Linked DNA regions of Mus musculus: regions 1, 2, 3, 4, 5 and 7 are each linked to region 6. A link is a contact called in public HiChIP or PLAC-seq and promoter capture Hi-C data. All regions are on one chromosome and are shown on one strand. The core of a region is the stretch at or near the end of the contact, and the rest is flanking DNA. Distances in the headings are between cores, read along the strand shown. Region 1 holds the start of Stx1a (syntaxin 1A (brain)). Region 2 holds the start of Vps37d (vacuolar protein sorting 37D). Region 3 overlaps Gtf2ird2 (GTF2I repeat domain containing 2). Region 4 has its middle 12 kb from the start of Cldn4. Region 5 holds the start of Mlxipl (MLX interacting protein-like). Region 6 holds the start of Eif4h (eukaryotic translation initiation factor 4H). Region 7 holds the start of Gtf2ird2 (GTF2I repeat domain containing 2).

Region 1 (3,104 bases), core at 204-2,703, 380 kb before region 6:
TTTTACATAAAAAAAAAAAAAAAACAAAAAACCGTAAAACATAAAAACACCGGAAACTTGAGGGCAACGACAAGGGGCGGGTGGGGAAGTGTTTAAACACTATATATGACTTGAAAGGCTGTCTGTTTCCTTTGAAATAGATGAGGCACTGGGCATCCAGCCAGGAATAATACAGGTCTGAAGGCATGTGGGGGTCGCTTGCAGGTCAGGAACAGGATGAAGGCTAGACTGGAGAGCATAGATATGGCTGGTATTATGGTAGAGGGATCCAGGCACAGATGGAGAAGCTAGGCAGAAATCACAGCCATTAGGTCAAAAGCCCCAAAACAAAACTTTCTATGAAGGGCTGTAAGTGGGGCACAAGATGAGAGGGATCTAGGACGCCACCCAGCTTGGGGGGACACCCAGAAATCAACGGGTGGGGTTTGCTGAGGAATCAGATATGACAATCTGATGTGGCGCCCTTATTTAACCCTCTCACGGGAGAGCTTAATTTCTGTCCCTCTAGGGTCTGAGGCCAGAGAAGGGCACTCCCCTGTGTTAAAAGTGGGGTCTCATGATTGAAGGATCATGGGCTCTGACTTAGAACCTTTCTACTGCCTTCTACTCATCTCGAAACCCCGCCCTAAGAGCCACACCCCAGAGGCCTCTCTCACACAGGTAGGAAAATAGATCCAGGTCGCAGTTAGACCTGGCAATCCGGGAAGGGTCTGGGAAATGACAGCCTGGGTTGCCTGGAAGCCCAAAGGTGGACCAAGGGTAGATATGGTTGAGTCCTTTAATCCAGAGCAAGCCGGGTATCCCTAAAGCGACCAGGGTGGATCGGGAGCCACAGGTGATGGGAGCCACAGGTGATGGGGAGCCCCAAGAGACGGCTCCCGCAGAGGCCACCCCCACCCGGCGGCCTCGTTTCCGCAGCGCGCCCAAGGATGGGGTTGGGAGGGGAACTCTGGGCAGGGGGGTGGGAAGGAAACGAGAGGTTCAGCCTCCAGGGGACAGTGCAAGGACGGTGACAAGCGGGCGAAGAACGGTCACGATTTTGCATCCCGCCACCGAAACCCCTTAACAGCCCTCCAAATCGCCCCAAACAGGAACGCCCTGAAAAGTTCCTCAAAACCCCAGGTTCTAGCCATCAGTCCCGGTGCTGAAGGGCTCGAGTCCGTGACCAGAAGTAGATCGGAGGGGTGGGACTCCCATGGGGGTTCGAGGGTCCCTCAGCTTTGCAAGGCTCCCTCCGTCCCCTTGTAGGTGCCTCGGTGGCATGCCGGAACAAAGTGGAGAATTACAAGACGCCGGGTGAGCGGCGCACGAGGATCGGACTCACCGTGCGGAGCTCCTGGGTTCGGTCCTTCATGCTCCCGGGAGTGGCAGTAGGCGCCGGCTGCAACCGAGTAAGTCCCGCATGCGCGGATGCCGCCCCGCGGCTGCGCAGCGCCAGCCCGCGCCCCGCCCCAGTCCCTGGGACCCCCAAGCCCAACCCCAGCTGGCCACGCCCATCATGCTTCCACGCCCGGATATATCCCGCCCAGGGCTCCGCCTACGGGGAGCGCAAAGGGGTACAAACCCAGCCCTCGGGACCTGGTTCCTCCCCTCGTCAACTAGTGATCTCTGTCTAGATGCAGCTCCAACTCCTTGGCCCTTCTCTGCCCCAGCCCCCACCTCTGCTCAGCCACCCATTATCTAGATAGACCCTGGATTCTGACTCTTAGAGTCCTTCCTTTCCCCTGGATTTGCTGGAGTGGAACCCTTTCCACTTTGTTCAATGATAGTCTCACTGTGTAGCCCAGGCTAGCCTTGAACACCTGCTCCTACCTCAGCCACAGGAGTACAGGTTTTGCAGACATGAGCCTCAATGCCAGGTTTGAAAATCCCTTCTTGAACCGACCCCCGGCAACCCCCTCCAACCACCCATCCTGTCCTGAGATGGCTGAACAGGTAAAGATGCTTGCCACTAAGCTTAAAGATCTGAGTTCCAGCGGGGTGATGATAGCACATGTCTTTAATCCTAGTAGGCAGATCTCTGAGTTCAAGGCCAGCCTGACCTACAGAGCAAGTTCCAGGACAGCCAAAGGTACGCAGAGAAACTCTGTCTTGAAAAATAACAAACAAACAAACAAACAAACGATTGGAGTTCTAGCCCTGGGCCCCACGTGACTGAAGAAGAGCATTGGATTCTGTAAATTGTCCTCTGACCGCCACATGAGTGAGCTCCGTGCTTCACATATATGCAACCACACGATGGAGGCAGGAGGCACATGGCCAAGTGAATATAAAGTAAAATAAAGCCCTCTCTGTAGTGGTCAATTCTAAACCTTCCCACCTTTCTGAGCACCCCCCTGTCTCCAGACCGGGTTGCTGCCTCTTTACTCTCCCCAGAGTTTCTCAGCTCACCTGTTCGATTCAATTTGACTGCCTTTCTCTTTACACACAATACATACATACATACATACATACATACATACATACATACATACATACACAAACAAATAAATGAAATGTTTAAGATATTTAAAAGGAAAAAAAAAAAAAGCTTGCCACCCCCACCCCTCCATGCCTCCAGCCCGGAGTTCAAATGCCAGGCCTGACGTCTTATTTCCTGTGTGGAAGCTGTAGGCTGTTCAAACCTAGGCCCAGTGGAAAGATCTCAGTGGTCCCTGCAGAGCAACGTGAACGGTATGCTGGTCCCTGTAGAGCAACGTGAAGAGCCTGCCGGTTGGCAGACATGTACCTTTTAGCTTCCTGCCAGCATCTTGTTACAGAGTACACACACACACACACACACAGACACACACACACACAAGTGGTCTCAGGCTTTCTTGACCCCAAGCCAAGCACACCCACACCTCCTTGTACACTAGAGTTACCAAGGCACGGTTCTGGATTGGATCCAGCCTCCTGCTGCCCAGTGTGTCTGGCCCTGGCACCTCTCCCAGACTTTCAGTGCAGGTTAGATGGCTGGCTGACAGGCACGCTGGGACACGGGCTCAGCCTCCCCTCCGTCCCTAGAAAAATCTGACAGGAGACAAATGTGTCCTGGCACGGGAGAGAGCCATAGCCTTTCCGGTTGTCTAGACATCAACATTATGCTATATTTTATTTTTAAT
Region 2 (2,932 bases), core at 168-2,667, 440 kb before region 6:
GGGAACACATTCATTATATATGTGTACGTGGCAGGGGGAAGATGCACATGGAAACAAAGGTCAACACCCAGCTGTTGTGACTGCTTTTGTTTGTTGGTTTGGTTTTAGACAGGGCCTGGACCTCATAGATCAGGCTAGGCTGGCTGACCATGGAACCCCGGGAGTCCAGCTACCTCTGCAGTACTGTGAGTAAGAACCTGAACAACCATGCTTGTTGGTTGGTTGGTTGTTGTTGTTTTGTTTTTCCCAGACAGGGTTTCTCTGTGTAGCCCTGGCTGTCCTGGAGCTCACTCTGTAGACCAGGCTGGCCTCGCACTCAGAAATCTGCCTGCCTCTGCCTCCTGAGTGCTGGGATTAAAGGCGTGCACCATCACGCCCGGTTTGTCTGGCTTCTTACCTGTGTTCTAGGACTTGAACTCGGATCCTCCTTGTGGTATGACAAACATTTCACATCTCTCTTGCTCCTACCATCTGTATTTTTGGGACAGAGCCTTTCTATAAAGCCCAGACTGGTATCAAAATCTAGATAATCCCCCTGCCTCAGTCATCATAGTGCTGGGATTATGCCACGTCTGCCTCTGCCATTCTGTGTTGCACTAAATGAGATTGTGCCTTAGCCTGTGGACTCCTTGTAGATGGGGAACAAGGATTGTCAATCAGAGTAATAGGACTTCAGGAACGTGATGTCATCTTTTGAGATTTTTAAAATCTGTTTTATTTTGTAAATTACCTTTTATTAATTTATTTTCTTGGTGGTGTTGGGGATGGAATATAGGGCATTGTAAACACACAGACTATGGCTAAGCGCCACTAACACTCTGTGACGCCTCGGTATCTCTAAAGTAACAGAAACTCAGGAAGTTAGTTACATATTCACCTGCCCTGCCCCAAAGGCACTCAGCATTCGCTATCTCAACGTTCATGGTGCTTCAAATCCCCCATTTCACAGATGAAAAAAACTGAGGCACAGAGGATATGAATGACGTGACCAAGTTAGCAGCCAGACAGGGGCTTTGGCGCCCAGCCCAACTCAGAGAGCTGTAGGTATCCAAAGAGGGGGATGTGAAAGAACCTTGCAAACTGTAGGCTCCTGGGGTGGGAGGGTCCGCGGTGAAGCGTGGCAGGATGAAGGGGCGAGATGAGAGGATATTTGGATTTCGAGACATAGGTGGGAGGATGGACTTCGGGAGAGAGCCCGCTTTGAGCGACAGGTTTGCTATGGCTCGGGAACACCCCGGCGGGAGATCTCCGGGTGCGGCCCGCCCCCTATCTGCCCCACCCCCAGTCTGGCCAGCCGCGGCGGCTGCCCCTTTAAGAGCGGTCAAGGCGCCCCCTGGTGGCAGAACGCGGCCAGCGCAGCGCGCGGCCGGAGCTGGAGCTGGAGCCGGAGCCCGGAGCCCGGAGCGGAGCCGGAGCGGAGCCGGGGCGGAGCGGGGCCGATCGGGCCGAGCCAGCAGCCGAGCTGGGGGCGCGGGCGGGCGGTATGTACCGGGCCCGGGCGGCGCGGGCGGGGCCGGAGCCCGGCAGCCCGGGGCGCTTTGGGATCCTCAGCACCGGGCAGCTCCGGGATCTGCTTCAAGATGAGCCCAAGCTGGACCGGATCGTGCGGCTCAGCAGGAAGGTAACGCGGGGGGCGCGGGCAGGAGGAGGGTGTGGGGGGATGGAGAGGTCGGGCTGCGGCCTGCGGGGACCCGGAGACCCAGCCAGCGGAGGCCACCCCCCTGGAGCTGCCAGGCCTCGGGATCATGGGAGCCTGGCACGTCCGAGTGGGCCCCGCGGAGCCGCCCCCGGGGGATGGGGGGCGCCCCGATCCAGCCTGGGGCGAGTGGTGCGGAAGGGGGGCGCCCGGGGATGCACCCGTGCACCCCGGGATGGCCGCGAGGCGTGCCCTCCCGAGGATGCTCCGGGGAGGTGTGTTCTGGGGGGCGGGAGGTGGAGGGTGAGCTGTGTTGTGGGGGGCCCTGGCTCAGCACACCCACGTTCTGTAGGGCCAGAAAGGGGAGGCGCCTTGTTTGGGGGGGGAGAACTGAAGGCCTGCTTGACACCTGGGGTGGGGAGGATAGCTGGGAAAATGGGGGGGGGGTAGTAATGCATTAGATGGGGAGGGGGCTTTGTGTCTGCCATTGGGTATGGGTCTTTGAATACAGAGGCTTGTATTCTGTAGGCCACCATAAGAGAAAGTTGTATATTTCACGGGAGACATAGGCCCGGGCTGGTTGTCTGTCGGGAGGGGGGTACAGAAAGAGAAAGTGTGTGTTACAAGGAGCCAGACGAGGAGGGGCTTGTGCATGGATCAGGGGACAGATGGAGGGAGCGCATTCTCCAGGGGCGGGGAGCTAGGCTTGGCCCTCCTAGAAACAGGCTCAAACAGCCGTCTTCAGGGCCCCAGTGCTGCCTTCTGCTAGGTGAGCAGCTAGCAGGGGCAGGGGACCACAGAAGCAAAGGGGGTGTGTGTTGTGTTCGCGGGGGCGTGTGGGGTTCCACTAGAGGGCCAACAAGGGGGTAGAAGAGATGAGAGGGTGACCTGAGTGGGGGTTGCTGGGAAGGTTCGGGGTGAAAACATCACTCCCCCAAGAGTCAGAACAGGGGGTGGGGATGCTTTCCACACAAACACCTGAGGAGGAAGCGAGACAAAGGCCTGGTATGAGAGGCAAGCTGTCCAAGCGGAGAAAATGGGACAGAGGAGGGAGGGGGGAGCCCTCCGGGACCTAAGCAGACATATTAATTGAAAAATTAAAAATTAACTAACATTTGTAGAGGCCTTCATAGTTTGGTTCACTTAAGTCTCACAACAGCTCGGTGAGCTAGGCGGGTTTTTTGTTTTGTTTTGTTTTGTTTATGTTTTGTTTTGTTTTTAATTGTAGTAGAAACTGGGGCCCAAAGAAAAGATGCAAGGCAAAGCCTGGTCCCTCCACCTGTTGGTCCTGTCACC
Region 3 (2,782 bases), core at 180-2,679, 420 kb after region 6:
CTCACTAGGGAGCCAACAGTGACCTTGGCGTTTTGATCCTAACTCCACCTCATCAATGTGAGATGGTTGGCATGTGCCACCATCTCCAGCTTCTCTCTGGCCTTTAAAAAAAAAAAAAGACAGGGTATTTCTACATAGCTCCGGTTGTCCTGGAACTTACTATGTAGACGAGGGTGGTGGACCCAAACTCACAGATCCACATGTCTCGCCTCCTGAGTGCTGGGAGTAAAGGTATGGACTACCACGCCTGGCATGTTTACTGTTTTGTTGATTGTTTTTGTTTGTTTTTGAGACTGCCTTACTTTGTAGCTCAGGCTGGCCCTGAACTCCTTCCTAGTGGGCCTCTGGCCACAGTTTCCTCAGTGCCGGGATTACAGCTGTGGGCCACCTTGCCTAACTTCCAAGAGAGCTTTGAAATATTAAAAAAGGGACCAAGCAAAGGAAATACACGACTTGCCAAAGCTTTAGACCTCAAAAGTGCCAGGGTAGAGTCAGCCCCCACCTAACTCAGGTGAGTAGTGTGGTTATATGTGCACGTGTTAGTGGGGATTGAGTTTGTGTGTTTTGGCTTTTTTTGAGACAAGGCCTCACTGTGTAGACCAGGCTAGCCTACAACTCATGCAATCCCCAGGGCTGGGATTACAGACCTGCGGCAGCATACTGGGCTCGGTGTGTTGGTGTTTGAAGCCACTATACAGTTAAGTGGAATAATTCCTGACAGCATAAATATACATATATATATATGTATCTTAACAAGTTGTAGTGGGGCTGGAGATGTGATAGAGTGCTTGCATGCTATGCAAGAGGCCCCCCTGGCTTTGATACCCAACACCACATAAAACCCGGTATGGTGCCAGGAGCCTGTAACCTAGCACTTGGGAGGCAGAAGCAAGACGGTTTCTGTGACTTAGAAGGCAGCCTGGACCACATAATAAATTGTAGGCAAGTGTCTGGGACTGAAGGAGTGAGACACTGTCTTCAAAACACCAGACAGCTGGGTGCAGTGCTGTGTACCTGTGACCCAGCAAACGGGAAGCAGAGGCAGGTGGATCTCAGGGAGTTTCCAGGCTGGGCAGAGCTGCACCTTGAGACCAACAATAATAAAAACCAAGGAACAAAAGAGAAGTAAAATAAAAGGTAAATAGGGCTTTGGGTGTAGGTCAAAGGTAGAGCACTTGCCTAGGTCTCGAGAGACCTTGGGCGTCATCCCCAGGCCCTTAACAAACCAAACCAGCACATCTGAAAGGCCACCTGCTTTACTGGCAGGCTCCAGGCTGCAGGTGGGAGGGCCCTGTGCTAAGTGCCCACCATGACACTACACAAACCATTGTGTCCTGCCATGTTCCTGCTTCTCAAAATACTCACCATTACTGAGTTCAAGTCCAGGAAGTGGTCTGCAGGGAGACAGGGGAGGAACAGGGGAAGGAAGTCTGTTTTCATTCGGCCCAGCTAGCTGTGTCTCCACACTTCTGGTGGTGTCGACACAGTGCTAGCTAGGCAAACTCGGAAGTGAGGCTGAGGGGGGGAAACCCACAATGGTCAGCAAGATGGCTCGGTGGGTGAGGATGCTTGCTGCCAAACCCGAGACCCGAGTTCAATCTCTGGGGCCCACGTGGTAGAAGGAAAGAACTGACTTTCATAAGTGTCCTCACACATGTGCCATGACAAGCCCCTCATACATAAGTATAATAAAAAATAATGAGAGGAACAGGACCAGAGGCACAGCTGCAGAAGCAGAAGAGAGTGGAATGCCTTGGAGCATCCTGACTCCAAGATGAAGGGTGGCCCCTCCCCACCCGGCTGGTCTCCTGGCTGGGCTCCAGACTTGCTCACTAGGCGGCTGCCCATCTCCAGCTTGCTCTAGGGGAGCTGGGACTCACTCACCTAATGACCGTGAACTTGATGAAGTCTGCAGCATCCAGGATCCTCCTCATGGAGCTGATCTCCAGATACCCGGGGGCTTTGAACACCACCCCCGGAGGCATGCCATCAATCACCACACAGCCAGGGTTGAAGGTGATTTTCCTGTAGGGAACCTTCACGGGGAAGTCCACTCCGATCGCCTCCCCTGTGATGAGAGGTGCGGGGTAAACTGGATGCCTCTGTGCCTTAGTTTTCAAAGCTTTAGGTTTTTTGTTTGTTTGTCTGTTGTTGTTGTTGTTTTTGAGTCAGAGTCTATGGACTTGAATTCTTAAATGCTTGGCTCACACGCCAGGCTTCCTGGGCTCTGTCTTTAGTGTCAAGAGCTAGACCTGGAGGTGCACATCTGTACTTGAGTAGCCAAGAGGTAAGGTTACTGGAGTCTAAGTGTTTGACGTCAGTTGGGCCAAGACAGTGACATTGCTGTCTCCAAACCCAACAATGACTGTGCTGAACCTGGTGGCACAGGCCTAGGATCCCAGCTATTCAGGGGGCTAAAATCAGGAGAATCAAAAGTTCAAGAACTGCCTACTCCCTGGAGATTTTTGAACTACCCAAAAACAGCACAGGGCAGTAATTCCGGCACTTTTCAAGAATATCTTGATTGAATTCAAGACTGGCCTATGTCATACAGTCACAGCCTATCTCAAAAATAAATAACTAGAAAAGAAATTTCGGCAAGTGATTATAGCAGGACTAGAGTACTTTCAATGTTCAGTACTCCATTAAGGGGTGGGGTGGGTAAAGTCTATAAATGTTGGAGGTGGAGAGATGGCTCAGCAGTTAAGATCACTTGCTGCTCTTCCAAAGGACTGCGTTTGTTACTAGCACCCATGTTGGGCAGCTCACAGGTGCCTGTAAC
Region 4 (2,738 bases), core at 105-2,604, 320 kb before region 6:
CTGCTCTTGGCTCTGCTCCACTCCGTCTCCAGGGGATGCAGTAGATCACAGTGGGCTGTGCCCTTTCTTGGGCCTGGGTTGATGCAGAGCTGAGAGCCAGCAGGAAGCCAGAGCTTCCTGAGGTGCAGGTGGCAAAGGAGAGGGCTCAGCTGATGGCTCAGCTGATAAGGTATTTGTTGCACAAATGTGAGGGCCCAAGTTGGGATCCCCAGAACCCCTGCTGGACTTGATGGCTCCTGTTTATAACATGTGCAGGGAAGACAAGACAAATAGATCCACGGGGCTCCCTCAGCTGAATCAGGGAGTCCCAGGTCAAAGGGAGAGACCCTGCTTCAAAAAATAAGGTGTAGGGCTGGAGAGATGGCTCAGCGATTAAGAGCACTGATTGCTCTCCAAGAGGTCCTGAGTTCTATTCCCACAACCACATGGTAGCTCACAACCATCTGTAATGGGATCCGATGCCCTCTTCTGGTGTGTCTGAAGACAGCTACAGTGCACTCATATAAAATAAAATAAATAAATCTTAAAACAACAACAAGGTGTGCTGGTAAGAAGAATTCCTTTTCAAGCATGAGGACCCACGTGTCGAGCCAGCACCCATATGATATTAAAACAAGGAGCCAGCAAGATGTCTCAACAGGCAAAGAAGCTTGCCCCTAAGCCTCAACACTTGGGTGTGGTCCCTAGGATCAGGTGAGGAAGATAGATGAGAGTGGCATCTAGCACGTGCCCGTGCGCGCACACACACACACACACACACACACACACACATACATACCACACACACACATACACACACACACAAACACATACACACACACACACAAACACATACACACACAAACACAAACACATACATACCACACACAAACACATACACACACAAACACAAACACATACATAACACACACACATAAACACATACACACACAAACACACACACATACATACCACACACACATACATACCACACACACATAGACACACACACATAGACACACACATACATAACACACACACACACACAGACACACATACACACTGAAGCACATATATGTACACAGATACACATGGACAATGACACATATAGTAAGTCCATAGGCCCATTTAAACACACAAAGCTAAAGGGCCCAAAGCTGACAGCTGGACTTCCTGAGCCCAGGGAGAATCTGTGGGTGGCAAGAGAGAGTATATTATCCAGGGTGGGGAGGGATCGTAAGAGGCTGGACCTCTGCACCTGTTAGCAGGGAGGAATAATACAACCGATGAAACCGCTGAGTCACTCAGGCTGGAGCCATATAGACTTATGATCCCTGGACTCCTTGGGTTTTGTCCTTGTCACAGCTGACTCACTGGCTGTCTACCAGGGAGTCTCGTGGCCAGTCTGCCAGTTTCTCTCAGCTGCTCCATATGTGTCACAGGGACAGAGAGCTTCTCTCTCTCCAAACTGACGTCACCAGATATGTGAACTGTGCAGGGAGCTGGCCCTATCAGCTTCCCAAATGTACTCAGCCCACTGGAGACTAGGGCTAGGAAGTCGATTTCACGAGGTCCTGGCTGGTCCTGGCTCAGACAGACATACTGTCTCCTTCCCACCAATGAAGCCCAGTCTCTCTTTGTTTGGATGCCCTATTACCTACCCACAGCTCTTCCATTAACCCAACGCCTGGCCCAGTTACTCCTGCGAATCGCAGATGGCCAGGGCAAGGATCTGTTCAAAACTACCCACATTGGGCCTGGTAATGGAGGCATGTTAACCCAGCTACTGAGGCAGGAGAAACAAAAGGTCAAGGTTTTCCTAGGGTATAGGGTAAATTTAAGACCAGCCTGGGTAATTTAGTGGAACTCTGTCTCAAAATATAAGTGGGGCTGGAAGATTGCTCAGTGGTTAAGAAAACGTACTGCTCTTTCAGAAGATCTGAGTTTTATTTATTTTTAAATTATATACATGTGAGTTTGTGTGTGCGCAAACAAAGTTACAGGAAGCTGTGGGCTGTCTGACCAGCCTGGTCTACAGAGTGAGTTCCAAGATAGCCAGGGTTACACAGAGAAACCCTGTCTCGGGAAAATACACACAGACAGAAAGGAAGGAAGGAAGGAAGGAAGGAAGGAAGGAAGGAAGGAAGGAAGGAAGGAAGGAAGAAAAAAAGAAAGAAAGAAAGAAAGAAAGAAAGAAAGAAAGAAAGAAAGAAAGAAAGAAAGAAAGAAAGAAAGTGTGCTCAGTGGCACAACTTCTTAGCAGCCTTCAGCACGTGGAAGACAACTGGGAATCAGAAAACCAGAGAGCATCTCCCAGCAGAGAATGAAGCTTGTTCTAGCCATTACTGGAGAGGCCTGGGATGTCACATCAGCTCCCAGAACCTTGGTTTTTCTCATTTTTATTACCATCTGGCAGTTTAATTGGGACATAAGTCCAATTCCTGTTTTAGAAAGGTTCCTAGCCCAGTGCCCAGCCTATACAGGTTCTTAGGGAAGTTTGCTGACACTGGGGTTGCTTTGCCTGGGGAGGCTGCAGGGATAGGTAAACCGAGTTAGGGCATCAGATTAGAGAGACTTCGAGGGTCCCGGAGCTGTGTGGTGCTGTGAGCTGTGTGGGTCTGTGTGGGGGCTGTGTGGGGACTGTGGGTCTGTGTGGGGTCTGTGTGGGTCTGTGTAGGGCCTGTGGGGGCTGTGTGGGGCTCTATGGGGCTGTGTAGGGCTGACGGGCTGTCCCTCTAAGCCACCGGCAGACAGACAGC
Region 5 (3,158 bases), core at 214-2,713, 470 kb before region 6:
GGCCAAGGTTACTCTGCCTCCAGCCAATGGGGTCGCGTGGCTCTGCCGCCACGAGGTGGGCCACGCTCTTCCGCAATTCCCACCCCAGCTCCAGGTCCCCTGTGGGGCTGCAGGTGCCGGTCTACAGCCAGCGGTTCTACGAAGGGGAGGAGGCTCGCTGAAGAAGCGTGATATTTACAGAGAAGAAAGATCAAGGCCGGCCGATCCCCCTTTCTCTCCTACTGTTTTCGGTTGATAATTTATCCTCTTCCCACTGCTCCCGGGAACTTTGCTCCAGGGCACTGGGCCAAGACCCCAGTTCGCGCCCTCCTCGGGGACACATAGGTGGGGCTGAAGCTGGGTGCGGCCCCGGAGGTCTGAGCCGTAGTTACAGGGTTCCTGGCTGCCTTGCAGCCTCTTACCGGGTTCGGGGAGACCAGGTTTTCCCTACCCGACCTAGGGTGGACTGCAGCACCCTCTGCTGGCTCTGGGCAGGTGCTGGGCACCGTCTTCCCGCCAACCTTGACGTAGCGTTCTAAATCAGACACGGTGGCTCATGCCTGTAATCCCCGTATTTGGGAGGCCGAGATGGGAGTCCAGCCTGGGCTACCTAGCTCAATGCCAGCCTGAACTTTAGAGTGAGACTCTGGCTCACCAAACTAAATCAAGCCAAAATAAATGGTGTCTGGGCAAGTGAGCAAGAAACTGTTTCCATGTAAGTGGACACTGCCTATGAGGGCGACCACGGGATAACTGCAGCGTGCAGGGAAGAGTGGGACTTTGCAGGGACTGCTGAGGATGAACGAAACAGTCCAGGCATACCACGAGTGGAGGGAGGCAGTGGACGGGATGGGTTATAGTCTGAGGAGTGTGAAAGACACCTGGCATTTAAGTGCAAAAGCAGAAGAATCAAAGAGCGGGGGCCCAACCGTAGAAGGCCCTGCAAAGGTGGAGACAAAGGTGGAGGACAGGACAGTGGCGCCACAAGCAAGTGATGGGACACAAATGATTCATGAGGGTCCGTGGGTTGCGCAGGACCAGGCGAGGAAGATAATGCCTAAGTTGTGTCCAGCGTCCCCCGTAGCAGTTTGGGACAGGAGCCCCAGTGCGCGGTCCCACCACGGAAAGCTGGGACTCAGGCTCCCCGGTCCGCCCTCACCTGTAAGCCAGGCTCAAGCACTCGAAGAGGTGGGTGAGTGTCGGATCGATGCTGCGCGGCCCGAAGTCGGCGAGCCCCACGGGCCCCTCCTGGTCGCGTCGCCGGGTCAGCGAGTCGCTGTGCGGCGAAGACACCATGAAGTGTCCGCTGTGGATGACCTGTGATCGATGCAGGCCACCCGCGCTGCGCCGGGGACTCGGATCCTCCAAGTCCGTATCCGAGTCCGAGTCCGGGCTAGGGACGACCCGGGGGACCTGCAAGTTCACGGATAGATCCGCCAGCGCGCGCGCCATGGCCACTATTGTCGCCAACTCTCGGGCGCTCTGGAGAGCGCTTAACGTAGCCAGCTGCGCCTAATTACCATGGCCACGCCCCTGTTCTCCTGATAGGTCCTTGTGGTGGGCGTGGCCCTTAGTTGGCAGGTGATGTTTAAATTAGCATAACCAGTGAGCGTGGTGTGAAACCACTGATCCTGGAGCTTTGGCGGTGCTTCGCCTTTCTTTCTGTTGAGAGCACTTTTTAGTCTCTACTTTTCAGGTTTCAGAAAGTCTGGCTGGGGCTGGGACTGGGCTGGGGCTGGCTAGCGTGCACAAAGCCTTGGGTTCGATCCTCCGAACCACAGACACTAGCATGGGGGTGATTCTGTAAGTGTAACACTCGGGAGGTGGAGACAGACAGACAGATAGACAGACAGACAGACAGGAAAGAAATAAAGAAAGAAAGAAAGAAAGAAAGAGAGAGAGAGAGAGAGAGAGAAAGAAAGAGACAAAAAAAAAAATCCCAAACAACAAACAAGACCGCTAGCCGGTAAAAGCCTTTGCCACCAGGCTTGAGGACAAGAGTTCAAACCCTAGGACCCACATGTTGGAAGAAAATACTCGATTTTTAAAATTTGACCTCTGAGATCCATATGTATTCCTAGACACATAAACACTAGATAGATAGATGGAGAGAGAGAGAGAGATAGGATAGATAGATAGATAGATAGATAGATAGATAAGATAGATAGATGGATAACCAGAAATTCAGGGTCATCCTCTGCTTCATAGTGAGTTCAGTAAATCGCTTGCCTGCCTTCTTCACTTTCCCAGGGTCCTGTGCGGTTGAACCCCAATGCTTGCTTGTACCCAGGCGCTCTTATGATTGTCCTATGCCTCTACAGCAAAGTTCAGAAGTGGACTCTAAGAGTTCACCTTCTCTAGATCACCTCCCTGCACTCGGGCTTTCTCCTCGGGAAGTTCTCTCACCAGCCCTGAAGCCTAGCTTCTTTCTGTTCCTGCTTTTCTTCCTTTCCTTTTTTCTTTCTTTCTTTCTTTTTCTATTTTTGTTTTGTTGTTTTTCTAGGTAGGGTTTCTCTGTGTACTCCAGGCTGTCCTAGAACTCATTCTGTAGACCAGGCTGGCCTGGAACTCAGAGATCTGCCTGCCCCTGCCTTGGGAGCACGGGGATTAAATGCACGCACCTCCACCACCACCCAGAGATATGGAACTTTCCATGGAGAGTAGAATTTAAATTTTATGGTCTTCTTGTCTCTGCTTCCACAGCGATGGGAGTTTTATAGACAAGCTTATCTTTCTAGATATTGCTGAGGTCCTCAAAGACTTTCTCGGGGCCTGGGAGACAGAATGGAGATGCAGATGAAGCTGTTTGGAGAGCAACCGATGGTTGGGGGGTGAGATGAAGTAGAGTCACCCTCCATCCTTCCACCCCACTCAGACATAGCTAACCTTTCCACTGGGACAGGAGGCTTGGGGAACACTGCTGGGGAAGCTAGGGGTCCCTAAAGCAATTTTTCAACCACATCTAGACATCTAGATCAGGCTTTGAGATGTTTGGCTTTGTTGTCATTCCGGTGTGGTGTGCCTCAGACAAGAGTTTGTTTGTTTGTGCCCTGCTGGGGATTGAACCCAGGATTTTGCTGAGGTTATGCCAGGGCTATGCAAAGAGAAACCCTGTCTTGTAAAAAAAAAAAAAAACAAAAAAACAAAAACAAAGGAACAAAAAAAAAAACACCAAACCA
Region 6 (2,780 bases), core at 32-2,531:
GAGCAGGATGGCCTCAAATTCATAGATCCGCCTGCTTCTGCCTCCAGAATGAGGGGAGTAAAGGCCTTTGCTACCACTTCCTAATTTAGGAGTCACTTCTTAGGAGCTGTCCATCTTGGTTGAATTTTTTTTTTTTTTTTTTTTTTTTTTTTTTTGAGACAGGGTCTATGTACCTGGTCCTCCCGCTAGATGTGTGTGTGTGTGTGTGTGTGTGTGTGTGTGTGAGAGAGAGAGAGAGAGAGAGAGAGAGAGAGAGAGAGAGAAAGAGAGAGAGAGACTCATCTTCTACCATGTGGGTCCTGGGGATCAAACTCAGGTCAAGCTTGGTAACAAACATCCTCACTCACTGAGCCCACCTGCCCACCCTTAAAATTTCTTTTTCAGAGCAGACTCCTGCAAAAATAAAACATATCTAATCTCTTATCAGTTCAACTACAAACAGCCTCATCTTCACCACCCCTCCCCAATACCCAGACAGAGAATACAATTTGTTTTGTCTTTATAAGATTTATTTTGTTTTTTATTTATTTTATTTTATTTTGGAGACCAGTCTCAGTCTTCCTAGAGTAGGGATTACAGATATTTACCACCACGTCGTTTGTAGCAGGTCTCAAAAACAAAGATATTTCACTTCGTCTTGTTCACACACACACACACACACACACCATTCTCACTTACAAGCCTTCTGCCCTTGGTCATCTAGGGACCTCTACCTAGAACAGGTTGTCTTCCTTTTAGCTTTACCCAGGGACCATTTGTCCTGAAGAATTGTGCCCAAGTGGGACCAAGTGGGGCAGACCTAGGGCACTTTAATAAATCTAACGTGATACCAGAGATCCCAACATAGTGGCACACTGTCACCCCAGCCCTTGAGAAAGGGAGAGAGCAAAAAACAAAAAAACAAACCCAAAAAAACAAAAAACAAAACTAGGGGTTCAAGGTCATCCTCAGCTACAGCGCCCCAGCTCCAGGCCAGCCTGGGCTCCACAAAACCCAAACTGAATCTAGTGACAATGAGAAAGCAGCGTGCAGGGTGACAGACAACGCCCGAGGGGTAGGTGACCACGGGGCAGGGCGGGGCAAGGACAGTAAGAGGCAACCACGCGTGAAAGCAGCAAGCTAGCACACAATGGGCCTGGGAGGGCAGAGCGTGCGCGCGGCGCCCCGGGGGCCGGCCGCCGCACCACGTGGGCCGCAGAGCGCGCCGGGGCCAGCAGCGGGCCCCGTCGGCCCAAGGCCGGGCGCGGCGGCGCGCGCATGCGTGCGTGCGACTTGCGATCAGGCAGCGCGGCGGACAGCCCCGGTAGCGGGGCGGGCGGGGGGAGGAGGAGTTATATTGCGGGGTCCTTCCTCGCTGGCCCGCTGGTTCCTCAAGGAGCGGAGACGGCAAATGGCGGACTTCGATACCTACGACGATCGGGCCTACAGCAGCTTCGGCGGCGGTAGAGGGTGAGGCGAGCGGGGCGCGGTCAGGCGGGCCAGCGGCTCGGCCGGGGGGAGTGCCGAAAGGTTCGAAGGGGGAGGCGGCCTTGCCGCGCTCACTCGAGACGGGCGGCGGGAAGCGGCCTGAGCAGGCCCGAGGCGAGGCCTGGAAATGGCGCGCTCCGGGAGCGGCTGGCGACGGTTAGGCTGCGGGTCTCTCGCTTGCTCGCGGCGCACATCCTGCCCTCGGCTCCGCGCCGGCCCCGGACCCGGCACCCTGCGGGGCCTCGGTCGGAAAGTTAGATCACAGCGACACCGGAGGGTTTCCCGGGGATACCAGTGCCCGCCCGCCGCGTCCAGCTTTCTCCCCAGCGCGCTCCGGGCTGGGATGCAGCGCGGAAGCGGGCGGCGGCGGCGGAAGCGGCCTGCCCCTCTCCAGGGTCCCCGCTGCCTGGCGGAGCCCCTGGGTCGCTTCTGCGAGAGGCCCGCCGGCAGCGAGAGGGGCGATTTCCCTTCCGATTCGAGTCTGGATGCTGGGACCGTCGGATCCAGCGAGGGAGACAGGGAGCGGGGACCTGAACCAAAACAAATCCACCGTAGTGGGGAGTGTGCGTGGCTCTTTCTCTCTGCCTCCCTGGCGTTTCGAATGCCTTATTGACAGATACTACGTGTCTGCTGGCGGAGATTGTTGATTTCTTCCCAGTTTCTTCCCTGACCTGGGGAATCGCTTTCGCTTCGTTCTGATTCCGGTCAGATAAAGACAACATACTTTAAAACCAGTCCTCCTCCCACCTCCCTAAATCCTTTACTGATGAATAGATAGCTCCTGGTGCATAATTCCAAAAAACGGGCGCCCGGATAGTTTGTGCCCTTTTAAATAACACGTTACCAGCTGGGGTTGTGGCTCAGTCACAGAGCGATTGTCTAGCATATCTTGGATTCAGTCTCCTGCCAAACAATAGAAATAAACAAGCATCAGCCACTTGCTTTTTTTTCTTTTTTTTTTTTAAGCTTATAGGAGTTTTATGGGACAATTTAATCGTCTTGTTTATTTGTCAAGGACACACTTGGCTTTTATCCTTTTTTACAGCAAAGGTGACTTGCCCGGAGAATATCACAATAGTTGTACTGAGGTGTTGGGTTTCCTAGGTGGCTGCCCCCAAAGTGTCTTTTGTTAGGTGAAGAATGATCACCTTTAAATACCTGGGTTTGAGAGTGAGTCACAGTCTTGTTTGGTTGCAGTAGTGTACTGGGTACTCTTCATGCTTTCAGAAGGAGGAAGTTGGGGCTAAGGTGGAGCCACACGTATTTTATTTGCTAATAAAAATAAAAATAGGTGTTGGATGAAATGTTAGCAT
Region 7 (3,158 bases), core at 253-2,752, 460 kb after region 6:
AGGAATCTGCCTGTTGTACGACACCATGTCCGGCCTGCAGTACAAGCTCTTAACTGCCATCTCTTCAGCCGCCTCCCTTCCATTTTCTTTCTTTCTTTTATCCTGTAACTCTCTGAAATCCTCCTGCCTCAGTATCCCCAGTGCTGGGCTGACAGACACATTTGAGTTACCACACTAGGCTTGAGTTCTGTTATTTTGTTTTTATTTTACTTTGGAAGGAATTCTTTTTCTGACTTGCATTGTATTTTAAAGGATGAGTTTTCCTGTATCTCAATAAAGCGGCTATAATTTATTTAGTGACAAGGTCCCACTGTGTAGCCCCAGCAGGCCTGGAACTTGCTATATATAGGCAGTCCTTGAACTCTCAGATCCATTTGAAGGCCACCGTTGCCGGCTCATTCTGGTTCTCTGTGCTGAAATAAGTACATTCTAGAATAATGTTTTGGGTGCAATAGGTTAAATACATTACTATAGTGAATTTTAATTTGTAAAAATTTACTTTAAATTTTAAAGTTACTAAACATTTTAAACGTTTTAAAATAAATTAAAATTTTTTTGAGCCAGGCGATGGTGGCGCACACCTTCAATCCCAACACTTGGGAGGCAGAGGCAGGCGGATTTCTGAGTTTGAGGCCAGCCTGGTCTACAGAGTGAGTTCCAGGACAGCCAGGGCTACACAGAGAAACCCTGTCTGGAAAAAAAAATTTTTTTTTTGATTGTTGTACTAGTTGTTATGGCCATAGGCCACCTTGTACTCTCAACCAGACCAGACACAAGCCACATTTTGGAGGCTGGGCCCTTTCTTCCGTTCTCTTCATCGACCTAAACCACTGGCTGCCACAAACACCAAACGCCCCCATAATCCTGGAGCCAACAAGCAAAGCCAGCCGCCGAAGGTGGAGCCAGAGCGCCGTTGCTAGGCAACCGCGATGGCCCCGCCCCTTCCCCTAACCAATCAAGGGTTTCTAAACACAGCGCAGGTACGTCAGGTGGCGCGTGACCTCGGCACGCACCGGGCGCAGCTTTCCCCGCCTCCTCGCCCCGTCACAACCAATCGAAAGCGAGATTTTGGTGCGCGCCTGGCGTGCGAAAGTCGCCTAACCCCACGTCTTCCCCGCCCCGCCCCCCACTCTTCACGGCCCGATCGCGGTAGGGAAAATGGGGGTCGGCGCTGACCACCGGGCGCCCGAAGGTCCCGCCACGCACCCCGAGAGATCGCTCTGCCCCGGCGGGGACTCCCGGAAGCGGAAGTTGTGAGGGAAGCGGCGGCGGGATACGCACCTGAGGGCCCTGCTTTGCGGGCCGCGCCGGGGGTCTGGAGCCTGGCTTGCGCGTGCGCAGCGGCTCTGCGCCGGCGACCGCAGCTCGGGGGCCGCGGGCGCCTCCTCTCCGCTCCCTTCCTGTTTTTCGTTTTTATTATTTTTTCTCCCTCTTTTTTATTTTATTTTTTGTCTTTGTTTGCTTCCTGGAAGGAAGGTCGGCTTCCCGCGCGTGGCCGAAGCACCCCCGGTGGGGACGGCCACTTCCGGTGCGCTGCAGGACGGCTTCCGCGAGGCCGCCGGCCGGGCTGCGTGGCGTGCACGTGGCTTCGCGCCTTCCCTGGATGTGCATGGCCGTTCTGGATAGATAGAGATATTTTAAAATGTGGTTGTGCGTGCACGTGGAAGCGGAGAGGTCACCCCACGTGTTACTCAGGCACCCACTCCCCCCACCCCCCGCGACAGAGTTTTTCTTGTAGCCCTGGCTAGCCTGCGTTGTAGACCAGGCTGGCCTCGGACTCAGAGTCCACTGCCTCTGCTTCCCGAGTGCTGGGATTAAAGGCGTGCGCCATCACACCACCTACCTTTTAGGACATTGCATTTCCTTTAAAACTAATTTTTGTGCCTGTGTCAGTTCTATGTTCTTGTGTTTGCGTGGCTGCATGTCTCGGGAGCTATTCGTAAAGCACCATCTGTTGTAAGTATTTTGCCACCCTGTTTATATGCACCACGGGGAGGCCAGAAGAGGTCACAGTATCCCCTGGACCAGGAGTTTCAGACGGTATGGATGCGGGAACTGATCAAGTGTTCTTAACCACGGAGCCATCCCTCCAGCCCCACTTTACAAGGGTTCCAGTTTTATTTGTTTGTTTGCTTTAAAATATACTGGAAAGGGGGTTGGAGCAGTGGCTCAGCTGTTAAGAGCTGATAAGTGTGCTTTCAGAAGACCAGTGTCTGTGTCAAGCACAGCACACGTGCCTGTAACTCGCATTTCCAAAGGATTGGAATCCTTTGGCCTCTGTATGCACCCACACCCGCTTAAAAAAAATAAAATATTTAAAAAATACTTTTAAAGATTTGTTGCTTGGTGTACATGCCATTAATACTAGCATTCACAAGGAAGAAATAGGCAAATCTCTCTGAGTTTGAGGCCAGCCATGACTACATATAAGATCCTGTCCCAAAATAAAATGAGAACACTTTGTTCATATCAGGAAAGGCTGTGTAGCTTCCGACATAGTTTGTATTTGCTCGTGTTCTTGAGCTGGCTCCAATAAATCCTTTCCTCCCAGGTCACAAGTGGGTCACTGATTGCTAGATCCTATGGTGTTCGTCCAGCCTGAAAATCTCTTGCTCTGGCTACTTGTCAAAATCAGGTCACTCACCCTTGCAATGTGGCCTTTTAGGGCACAGTGCTTGGTGGCTGTTCTGGCTCCCACTCAATCTCCTTTCTTCCCACTCTCAGATTGCCATGACGTTTCCTACTTTCTGTCTCCAAGCTCTGCTGTCTGCCCTCAGTCCTTGACTTACTTAGTTTTAGGATTATTAAATAACATTTCCGTGTTGGGTGGTAGTACAGGCCATTAATCCCAGCACTCTGGAGGCAAAGGCAGGGGGATCTCAGAGTTCAAGGCCAGCATGGTCTACAGAATAAGTTCCTCGATAGCCAAAGATATGCAGAGAAACCCTGTCTCAAAAAGCATAACAATAACAACAAAACAAAAAAAAAAAGGCCCCCAAAACATTTACAGGATTTACAGGTCTTCAGTCTAGACCAGTCCTCTGAACTGGAGATCTGTGTAGCCAGAGTCTGTTTTGAAATCTCCACTCTCGAGATGACCAGCCTCAGGAGGACAACATGGCGCACCCTCTCCCTAGTCTTCTCCTCCTCCCTATCTC

The links. Promoter capture Hi-C pulls out the DNA fragments that hold promoters and counts their contacts. HiChIP or PLAC-seq counts read pairs in DNA pulled down with a chosen protein or histone mark.
Region 1: a contact with region 6 is called in a FOXA1 HiChIP or PLAC-seq map of pancreatic cancer cells. The contact joins the promoter of Stx1a here to the promoter of Eif4h in region 6. A contact is called at or near these places in 4 of 39 promoter capture datasets (cranial neural crest, frontonasal cranial neural crest, maxillary cranial neural crest and 1 more), 5 of 484 Hi-C or Micro-C datasets (CD4 T cells, cardiomyocytes, embryonic stem cells and 2 more) and 3 of 115 datasets of contacts at active chromatin or transcription factors (embryonic stem cells, microglia and pancreatic cancer cells).
Region 2: a contact with region 6 is called in a promoter capture Hi-C map of second pharyngeal arch cranial neural crest. The contact joins the promoter of Vps37d here to the promoter of Eif4h in region 6. A contact is called at or near these places in 5 of 39 promoter capture datasets (cranial neural crest, frontonasal cranial neural crest, liver and 2 more), 1 of 484 Hi-C or Micro-C datasets (erythroblasts) and 3 of 115 datasets of contacts at active chromatin or transcription factors (bone marrow-derived macrophages, embryonic stem cells and pancreatic cancer cells).
Region 3: a contact with region 6 is called in an H3K27ac HiChIP or PLAC-seq map of microglia, with 4 times the contacts expected there. The contact joins the enhancer-like site here to the promoter of Eif4h in region 6. A contact is called at or near these places in 2 of 39 promoter capture datasets (cranial neural crest and maxillary cranial neural crest), 1 of 484 Hi-C or Micro-C datasets (erythroblasts), 3 of 115 datasets of contacts at active chromatin or transcription factors (bone marrow-derived dendritic cells, microglia and thymic regulatory T cells) and 2 of 9 other capture datasets (liver and pancreatic islet).
Region 4: an H3K4me3 HiChIP or PLAC-seq map of bone marrow-derived macrophages shows a contact between it and region 6, with 5 times the contacts expected there. The contact joins the enhancer-like site here to the promoter of Eif4h in region 6. A contact is called at or near these places in 5 of 39 promoter capture datasets (the 3T3-L1 cell line, cranial neural crest, frontonasal cranial neural crest and 2 more), 6 of 115 datasets of contacts at active chromatin or transcription factors (bone marrow-derived macrophages, craniofacial prominence, embryonic limb bud and 3 more) and 1 of 9 other capture datasets (liver).
Region 5: a FOXA1 HiChIP or PLAC-seq map of pancreatic cancer cells shows a contact between it and region 6. The contact joins the promoter of Mlxipl here to the promoter of Eif4h in region 6. A contact is called at or near these places in 1 of 39 promoter capture datasets (cranial neural crest) and 1 of 115 datasets of contacts at active chromatin or transcription factors (pancreatic cancer cells).
Region 7: a promoter capture Hi-C map of pre-B cells shows a contact between it and region 6. The contact joins the promoter of Gtf2ird2 here to the promoter of Eif4h in region 6. A contact is called at or near these places in 19 of 39 promoter capture datasets (3T3-L1-derived adipocytes, the C10 cell line, the HPC-7 cell line and 12 more), 2 of 15 datasets of contacts at CTCF or cohesin (embryonic stem cells and large pre-B cells), 23 of 484 Hi-C or Micro-C datasets (B cells, CD4 T cells, CD8 T cells and 14 more), 28 of 115 datasets of contacts at active chromatin or transcription factors (the 230-238 cell line, the SCID.adh cell line, T-cell acute lymphoblastic leukemia and 18 more) and 5 of 9 other capture datasets (adipose tissue, embryonic stem cells, liver and 2 more).

What each region holds. Positions count from the first base shown.
Region 1 is chr5:135,021,831-135,024,934 of GRCm38.p6, reverse strand. Stx1a (syntaxin 1A (brain)) reads right to left here and starts at 1,453. Exons shown (of 10, transcript NM_016801.4): 1 at 1,325-1,453. The coding sequence starts at 1,354.
Region 2 is chr5:135,076,751-135,079,682 of GRCm38.p6, reverse strand. It overlaps Vps37d (vacuolar protein sorting 37D), which reads left to right and starts at 1,417. Exons shown (of 4, transcript NM_001199677.1): 1 at 1,417-1,621. The coding sequence starts at 1,484.
Region 3 is chr5:134,213,253-134,216,034 of GRCm38.p6, reverse strand. It overlaps Gtf2ird2 (GTF2I repeat domain containing 2), which reads right to left. Exons shown (of 16, transcript NM_053266.1): 14 at 1,885-2,068; 15 at 1,366-1,394. Among named protein-coding and RNA genes, the nearest start is that of Ncf1, 15 kb to the left of the region's middle. Within about 2 kb of position 1,429, at least 84 of the 459 cell types and tissues checked have an H3K27ac peak or open chromatin away from gene starts, as enhancers often do. A contact at or near this core is called in erythroblasts and microglia, where this site is marked.
Region 4 is chr5:134,957,932-134,960,669 of GRCm38.p6, reverse strand. No RefSeq gene overlaps it. Among named protein-coding and RNA genes, the nearest start is that of Cldn4, 12 kb to the right of the region's middle. Within about 2 kb of position 1,354, at least 135 of the 459 cell types and tissues checked have an H3K27ac peak or open chromatin away from gene starts, as enhancers often do. A contact at or near this core is called in bone marrow-derived macrophages and pancreatic cancer cells, where this site is marked.
Region 5 is chr5:135,105,196-135,108,353 of GRCm38.p6, reverse strand. It overlaps Mlxipl (MLX interacting protein-like), which reads right to left and starts at 1,463. Exons shown (of 17, transcript NM_021455.5): 1 at 1,139-1,463. The coding sequence starts at 1,431.
Region 6 is chr5:134,637,910-134,640,689 of GRCm38.p6, reverse strand. It overlaps Eif4h (eukaryotic translation initiation factor 4H), which reads left to right and starts at 1,281. Exons shown (of 7, transcript NM_033561.2): 1 at 1,281-1,449. The coding sequence starts at 1,391.
Region 7 is chr5:134,182,382-134,185,539 of GRCm38.p6, reverse strand. Gtf2ird2 (GTF2I repeat domain containing 2) reads right to left here and starts at 1,502. Exons shown (of 16, transcript NM_053266.1): 1 at 1,282-1,502.